2 separate regions of the Mus musculus genome follow, and region 1 is linked to region 2. The links are chromatin contacts, called in public HiChIP or PLAC-seq maps. All regions are on one chromosome and are shown on one strand. The core of a region is the stretch at or near the end of the contact, and the rest is flanking DNA. Distances in the headings are between cores, read along the strand shown.

Region 1 (3,339 bases), core at 33-2,532, 200 kb after region 2:
ATTACCTCTGCTGTAGATAACATCTATGGAGAGCAACTTGAAGACCATAGAGGAGGAGAACAAGCTTATAGAACAGAGCAATGAGAGTCTGCTGAAGGAGCTGGCAGGGCTTAGCCAGGCTCTCATCTCCAGCCTTGCTGACATCCAACTTCCACAGATGGTAAGACCAAGAGCAAGGCTCTGCTACCCCATCATCTACCTCAATGTCTTTGTTCCATTACCCTGTGGCTGAACTATTGACAGTCACCTACCCCTGATTCATTTTCATGCTTAATGCTTTCGCAATCTAAGAACACGGTAGATATGCATATTCAGATAATTCAAGGCCAGTGGCATTCCAAAAGGCCAGGACTCTTTAAGGATGAAGGTTTACTTAAAGCTATCTTATAAAGTTATTTGAAAGCTGGATGCCAGAGCTCACTCACTGTAAATATGTTTTCAAACAGTTGATTCTATACATCCCTCAGCATCATCTACTCAACTCATGAACTATAACACTCCCAATAATCTCATTGTAATATTCAACTTCTTTTCATGGAACATAGAATGCATGTGTGTGACCAAGGCATCCGTATTCCTATTCCTATCCCTTATCTCTTATCCCTTACCCCTTATTCATAAGTATGCAACTATTTAGAATTCACAAAAAGTTTATTCTACATTTTCACAAATGTAAATCAGTCTTTGGAGTTGGAGATGCATTGCTGGGAGCTATATTGGTGATGCTGTTAATTTCCTCAGCTCAGTACAATCCCTGCCATTCCAACATAGGACTGTTAAAGAACCACTTGGCAAAAGCTTCATCCTCCTAGCATACTTTCCACAGACAGCTGGTTTTATACTGAAAAGTGCAAATGAGACCCAGACTCTTCCCAAGAAAAGACATATAGTTTGGACACCTCTAGCTCAGCATTTATTATGTGGTTCCAGATTGATCCCCAATACTATTCAATTGCATTCCATTAATGCCATGAGTTAAGAGTATACAGATAGTACACACACACACACACACACACACACACACACACACACACATTTTCTGTCCTATCCCAAACTGCCACAGTCCTATAAACCCTTCTTTTCCTACTTATATAAGTTGGCAACATTTGTCACTATCTCCTGATCTTCCTTGGGGCAGCTGAACCTCTGTGATTGGTTTCCTTGTGTCTCCATCAGGGGCCTATCAATGAGCAGAATTTTGAAGCATATGTAAATACTCTCACAGACATGTACAGCAATCTGGAACAGGACTATTCCCCAGAATGCAAAGCTCTACTGGAAAGCATCAAGCAGGCGGTGAAGGGCATCCATGTGTAGAACGACAGTATGCAGGAAACAGAGGTCACTACGGCCATGAACTCCCACAAATCTGCAGGGGCCTAATACCCCTGGAGCCCAGAGGCTGTCCCTGTGTTTATAATTGCAACATTGCACTAATTTTTCCCCAGCTGACATAAAAAGGAAAGAAAAACTATGATAAACTCTTTGGATTAAAAGCAATGCAGTCAATTATTAAACTCGTTTATTTTCATATCTTTTTCTTTTCTTTCTTCATTGCACTCTTTATTTTGTAAAGTATATGTAAAAATAAATGTGACATTTTATATTTTATTTATTACTAATCAAAGAGTTTTTTATCTTTTAACTGCATTTTGAAGTCTACTATATTTTTACAGGTGTGTTTATTAATTTATCTTCTAATAGGATTTAAATAGAAATGCTGTTCTCAAATCACATATCTTTCTGGATTTAAATGAGAAAAACAAAACAAAAGAAATGTATGAAGGAAATCCTGATGTCAGGACTACACTGTGGTCAAGCTTGGTTTCTACTGTGCACTTCCATTTCTCCTTTACTGGTTTTGTTTTTATAAATGGCTTTTGGTAATGTGAGCTGTGAAGGATTATGAAGATAAATGGCGCCCACTAGTGGGAAATCCACACTCACAAAAGCACAGGATGTTAGCAAACAGCGCACTCAGAACTTGATAGCAATAATTAAATAAAATAGTCAGCATAGTATTCCACATGGCTGCAGAGATTTAATTAATATGAATTATTTATTTAGACTGCTTAAAGCATACATTTTAAGTGAATCAGATTTGTCTTCTTGTTTTTCAAGTCATATTGGCTAGTTGGCAACCCTTTCCCAAAATGAGAAATAAGCTTTGATGGGACCAGCTTGGCTTTTCCTGCTACACGTTAGTACAATATACAAGTGACAATGTTGGTGTAGATTTGTACTTACAACTACAGACACATCCAAATGGAAATTGTGTAGATACCGTATCCCCTGAAATAGCATTTATCTTACTGGGTTGACTGGAATAGAATGCAAAACAGAAGGCCTGAAAAAAAAAATGCTATTCCAAGCTAAGTGGTTACCTTGAATATTGGCAGCATTGGTCTTTGCTTCCCTAATAAATAAGGCAGTTTCAATTTGATAAAACTCTTGAACTTCAAGTGACACAAAGGATGTTACACACACACACATACATGTACACACATGCACATACACACACATACAGACACATGCACACACACACACACACACACAACAGCACAGTCTACACACATATATGCACTCACACTCATCCACACGTGAAATTCAACCTGCAATCTCAACTGGATCAGAGTTTAGAAGTTGCTGTAGTAAAGGCAATGTCTATTTCAGGGACTGTAAAGTAGTTAAGCATTGTTTCAAAAGTTTTTTTATATTTATTTTTTTTAAGGAAAAGGTATAGACAACCAGCTAAACTGCCTTTTTGGTGTGCACACACATTTCATGTGCAGATGTGCCTCTATGTAAAAGTACACATGAACTTTAGTGTGGGCTTAATTTTCTGTGCTATAATAAAAGTGTTTATTTTTTATTAGCCTCATGAATATTTAGATTTAGTGTGATGGCATTCACAGGCTTGAATTCACTGTTACTACTGTTACATGCTCTGATACATGAGAAGTGGTATAGTCACTCCACTCTCGTGGAACCGTGGATATTGTTATGCATCACGTGGCGCTTATCTTTGGCTTGGGGTTCATTTGAACTCTTGAATCTTAGTTTAGTGAAAATGAGATGTCTGTTCTTAGGTAGGAAAGGTGTTTATTTAAAGCTCAATTTTAAAATAAGCAGCTACTGCGAGTAGTGTCTACTATAAATGGGACACAAAGTTTCCTATTAAAGTATGTCTTTGAACATTTTGCTACACAATACTTCAAAGAAGCACACAAATGGGCTCACTTATTACAAAGACAGAAGTTTACTTTGCTAAATATTTTAACAAGTTTGTTATATATTTTATTTAAAGAGATCTCCTGCAATCCTATGTATTTATTACTA
Region 2 (3,601 bases), core at 169-2,668:
GCTCCATAGTGTGGGAAAAACTGAAACACATACTTTCTGGAAGTCAGTTGGATACCAGTGGATGAGATATGCTAAAAGTGCAACTGTATAGGAAAGATATCATAGGAGTATGTCATTATTTTTAAACAACTTTTGATCCCTGATTCTCTATTGAACCTAATTTTCACATTCTTCTTTCTCTAGCATTATGTTATTATGCCCCACTATGGTCACAGTGTTAAAACAAACATAAGGCCAGGAAGCAAAAGAATTTGTCTGATAAGTTTGTTTTTTTATTTCCCAGATCGACATAGCGGTGAGTGGGAAAGTTATGCTCCAAATAGAGAGATACCATCATAGATAGATGCTTGCTGCCATGGCTCAACAGCATGCAGCTGCTCCCCTGTTCTGCTTGTCCTAAGCTACGGAAGTCAGATGGGAGGCAGAATGTACTAGGAGGCCGGCTGGCTTCACAAGAACAGGAAGGCAGGCTGAGCTACGCTGAAGGGGCAGACAGCCTGTGTCATCCAAGTCGAGCATAGACAAACTGTTTTTCTATGAGAAATGTTAATACACCAGAACTCACCTTCCTTAGTTCACAAAGAAAATAAAATCCTGTTTCATTTAAACTTCAAAATTGTACCCTATATTCCCTTTGCTTTTTAGTATTTGATCTTTATATAGATGGACTATAACTATTCCATTTTTAAAGGGAAAAGTCAGAGATATGTCAGAGAGAGGGAAATGAAATTTTGCATCAGGTGAAATTTCTGCAGATATTTCAGAAGGATTCATAATTCTATGGCTGTGTACAAATGATCCATTTTGTTAATCTGAATTTCGAGGGTCATTAAAATTTTTTTCTTCTCTGTGGAGTAGTTTATTACTTAGAGAGAGGCACAGAAGCCAGTTTAAAACCAAGTAAGGGAAGAAAGCTGACAAAAACATAAATTAGAGGAAGAACTTAATTTAAAAAGTGTCAAAAAGGATAGATAGTCTTAGTTCAATAATAAAGCCTGGTTCAAGAGCCTTCTATCTTTAAATAAAGCATTCAAGAACTCTATTACCTGTATACAACCAATCTTTGATTTCTAATCTAAGTCTATTTTTGCTTCTTGTGATTAGCATACAAATGTGAAAAAAGAAAAAAAAGTGGTTACATGCATGACGATTAGGACATGCCTTTGCTTTAATGTCAGTGGTCTGTCAGGCTGGAGGTAAGGAAATGAATTGCTGCTTTGAAGGCTTTGCTGTGGTAAATTTTTTTCTGAAAATGACTCCTATCCATCTCCTTTTATTTTCACCCTAAGTTCATCATGCAAACTGCAAGCCTATAAGCATATATTTGTTTTCAATGAGACAAAGCACAATAGCACATAGCACCTGGGCAGTCTGTGTAAACAGTGCTGTGGTTTGTTTTGCTCTCCAGTAGTGCCATCCTTTCGACCAGCCAGGGCTATGAAATGCGAGGCTCCAGTCAGAAACAACAGATGCAATATGTTGAAGCACATCTAGTTCTAGTGCCTGACTCAATGCACAAGAAGAGCTGAGGCTGAAGAATTGTGCCAGGAGTAAGTGTGTGGCAAGATACCACCTGTCCTGTGTCCTATATGAAAACAGTACCCTATTTACTTTTGTATGAACAGAGACTATAAATTCTCTGATAATACTGTTCAGAAGGAACATATGCCAACACCTGCCTACTAGCATTTCCTTTTAGTCTCTTCCAAAGTTTTTGAAGGCTCAGTACTCAGACTTGTGTCTTCAGGTCTGAGCTATGTGAAGACTGCAAGTTGCTGGGGACTTTGTCCCATAGGAAAAGGCCTTGCAGAAACAGAGTAGATAGCAACGTTTGTGGCTGCTGACGGATGGCCCCATTTACATCAAAGGCAGTTATTATGCATGAAACCGCTCAAGCATCATTTGTTTCAGGGAATTCAACCAGTCAATTTTTCAGTTCCTTTCTTGTTCAGGGTCAGAAGCAAATGAAGGATCTCAGGTTGTTTTCATTTTAGGTCAGTGATGCTTCCCAACTTAATTATAGCAAATTTGTTTCAAGAGTTTCCCACCTACCAACTAAACCAAAAATGTCCTTTCCTTGTGTTTTAGAGGCCACAGCAAAGTGTTAACAAGGCTAGAGTCCAAAAGACATTATATGTGAACCCAGCTTATCAAATAACCTGTACTGAAACTCACAAGGCAATTGAAGTTGTAAGCCGCTGACCATGAGCAGGAAGAAGTAGGAATAATGTGAAGATACATAAGGTGCTTGAAATTCCACTTGAGGGTCAAATGGCACTAATCTGGAGCCAACGAATAATTTCCCCCACTTAGAAACAGGTTTCAGATTCATCCCAGAAAAAGAAATAACTGAAGTCTCTTTGGGGCACCCACCAGTGCTTACTAGCTTTTGTGCAATGTAATACAGTTTAACAATGGTACACTATTTGTAAATAGTATATTATTTAATCATTAGAATAACAATGGGAGGAACACATTATCCTGCTTATCATTGAGAAAACTGAGCATTCACCAAAATTAATTAAATTTCCTGGACAAATTAAGACAAGAATGTACAACAAAATGGGGATGTGGGACTTACTTTCCATGTAAAGAGGTCTGCAAGAGTCATATTGTGTTTAGAGAAATGGGCAGGCAAAGCGATGAGTGTTATGCTGTATGCTGACTTGTGGACAGAAACTGGGCAAGGATACTCAACTTTTATAGTTGGGGTGGGGACAGAAAAAAGCCAGTTCACTTGAAACTGCAGGCTAAGAATATCCTAACACTAAGCATGTTTTTCTAAGTCACCCATCACAATGCCACATGCTGTGTGTTTGCTAAATCACTCTGGTTTCATTCCCTTCTCTCTCGCTGTTGTAGTTAGAATGAGAGGAAGGAGGCTCATATACTTGAATGCTTGATTTCTAGTTAGTAAACTGTTTCAAGAGAGTTTGGACCTGTGATCCTGTTGAAGGAGATGTATTACTTGAGGTGGGCTTTGAGTTTTCAAAAGCCCATGCCAGACCCATTCTCTTTCTCTGGCTTTTTCCTGCAGATCAGGATATGAGATCTCTGCTACTGTTCCAGTGCCATGCTTACCTGCCTGCTGCCATGTTCACATGGCATGATGGTTATGAACTAACCCTCTAAAACTGTAAGCAAGCTCCAAATTGAATGCTTTCTTTCAAAGTTTTAAAGTTGTGGTATCTTTTCATAGCTACTTCCTTTTAGGTCTGCCATTAGTCCAGTTCTGGACCATACATGAAATAGGGACTCCTGTATTACCCAGTACCCCTGTTCCTTGCCAACTCCTTATCATCTCTTTTTAAAAGTTATGAAATAAAGAATCAAAACACTTCGTAATGTTGTATAATGAGGCTTCTGCTCCAAAACATACCAGGGAAATCTGTTTAGACATTTTAGCATCTGTACACATGGGATTTTAAGGTACAGAAGTAAAGCATATAATTGCTAGGTTCTATTAAATTCCAATGTTCTACAGTAAGGGTTGAAACTGTCATATGACAATATTTAACTTGCTGAGTTCTATATGCCTATTTGCTCGTAGAAGAGAAGCCAGAATAACTTCATTATATACAGATCTCAGATCTGAGACTTT

The links. HiChIP or PLAC-seq counts read pairs in DNA pulled down with a chosen protein or histone mark.
Region 1: a contact with region 2 is called in an SMC1A HiChIP or PLAC-seq map of large pre-B cells, with 4 times the contacts expected there. The contact joins two enhancer-like sites. A contact is called at or near these places in 1 of 15 datasets of contacts at CTCF or cohesin (large pre-B cells), 1 of 484 Hi-C or Micro-C datasets (cerebellum) and 1 of 115 datasets of contacts at active chromatin or transcription factors (large pre-B cells).

What each region holds. Positions count from the first base shown.
Region 1 is chr1:6,857,284-6,860,622 of GRCm38.p6, forward strand. It overlaps St18 (suppression of tumorigenicity 18), which reads left to right. Exons shown (of 22, transcript NM_173868.2): 21 at 17-160; 22 at 1,177-3,339. The coding sequence ends at 1,317. Among named protein-coding and RNA genes, the nearest start is that of St18, 130 kb to the left of the region's middle. Within about 2 kb of position 1,283, at least 3 of the 459 cell types and tissues checked have an H3K27ac peak or open chromatin away from gene starts, as enhancers often do.
Region 2 is chr1:6,656,928-6,660,528 of GRCm38.p6, forward strand. It overlaps a transcript of St18 not described here. Among named protein-coding and RNA genes, the nearest start is that of St18, 71 kb to the right of the region's middle. Within about 2 kb of position 1,419, at least 16 of the 459 cell types and tissues checked have an H3K27ac peak or open chromatin away from gene starts, as enhancers often do.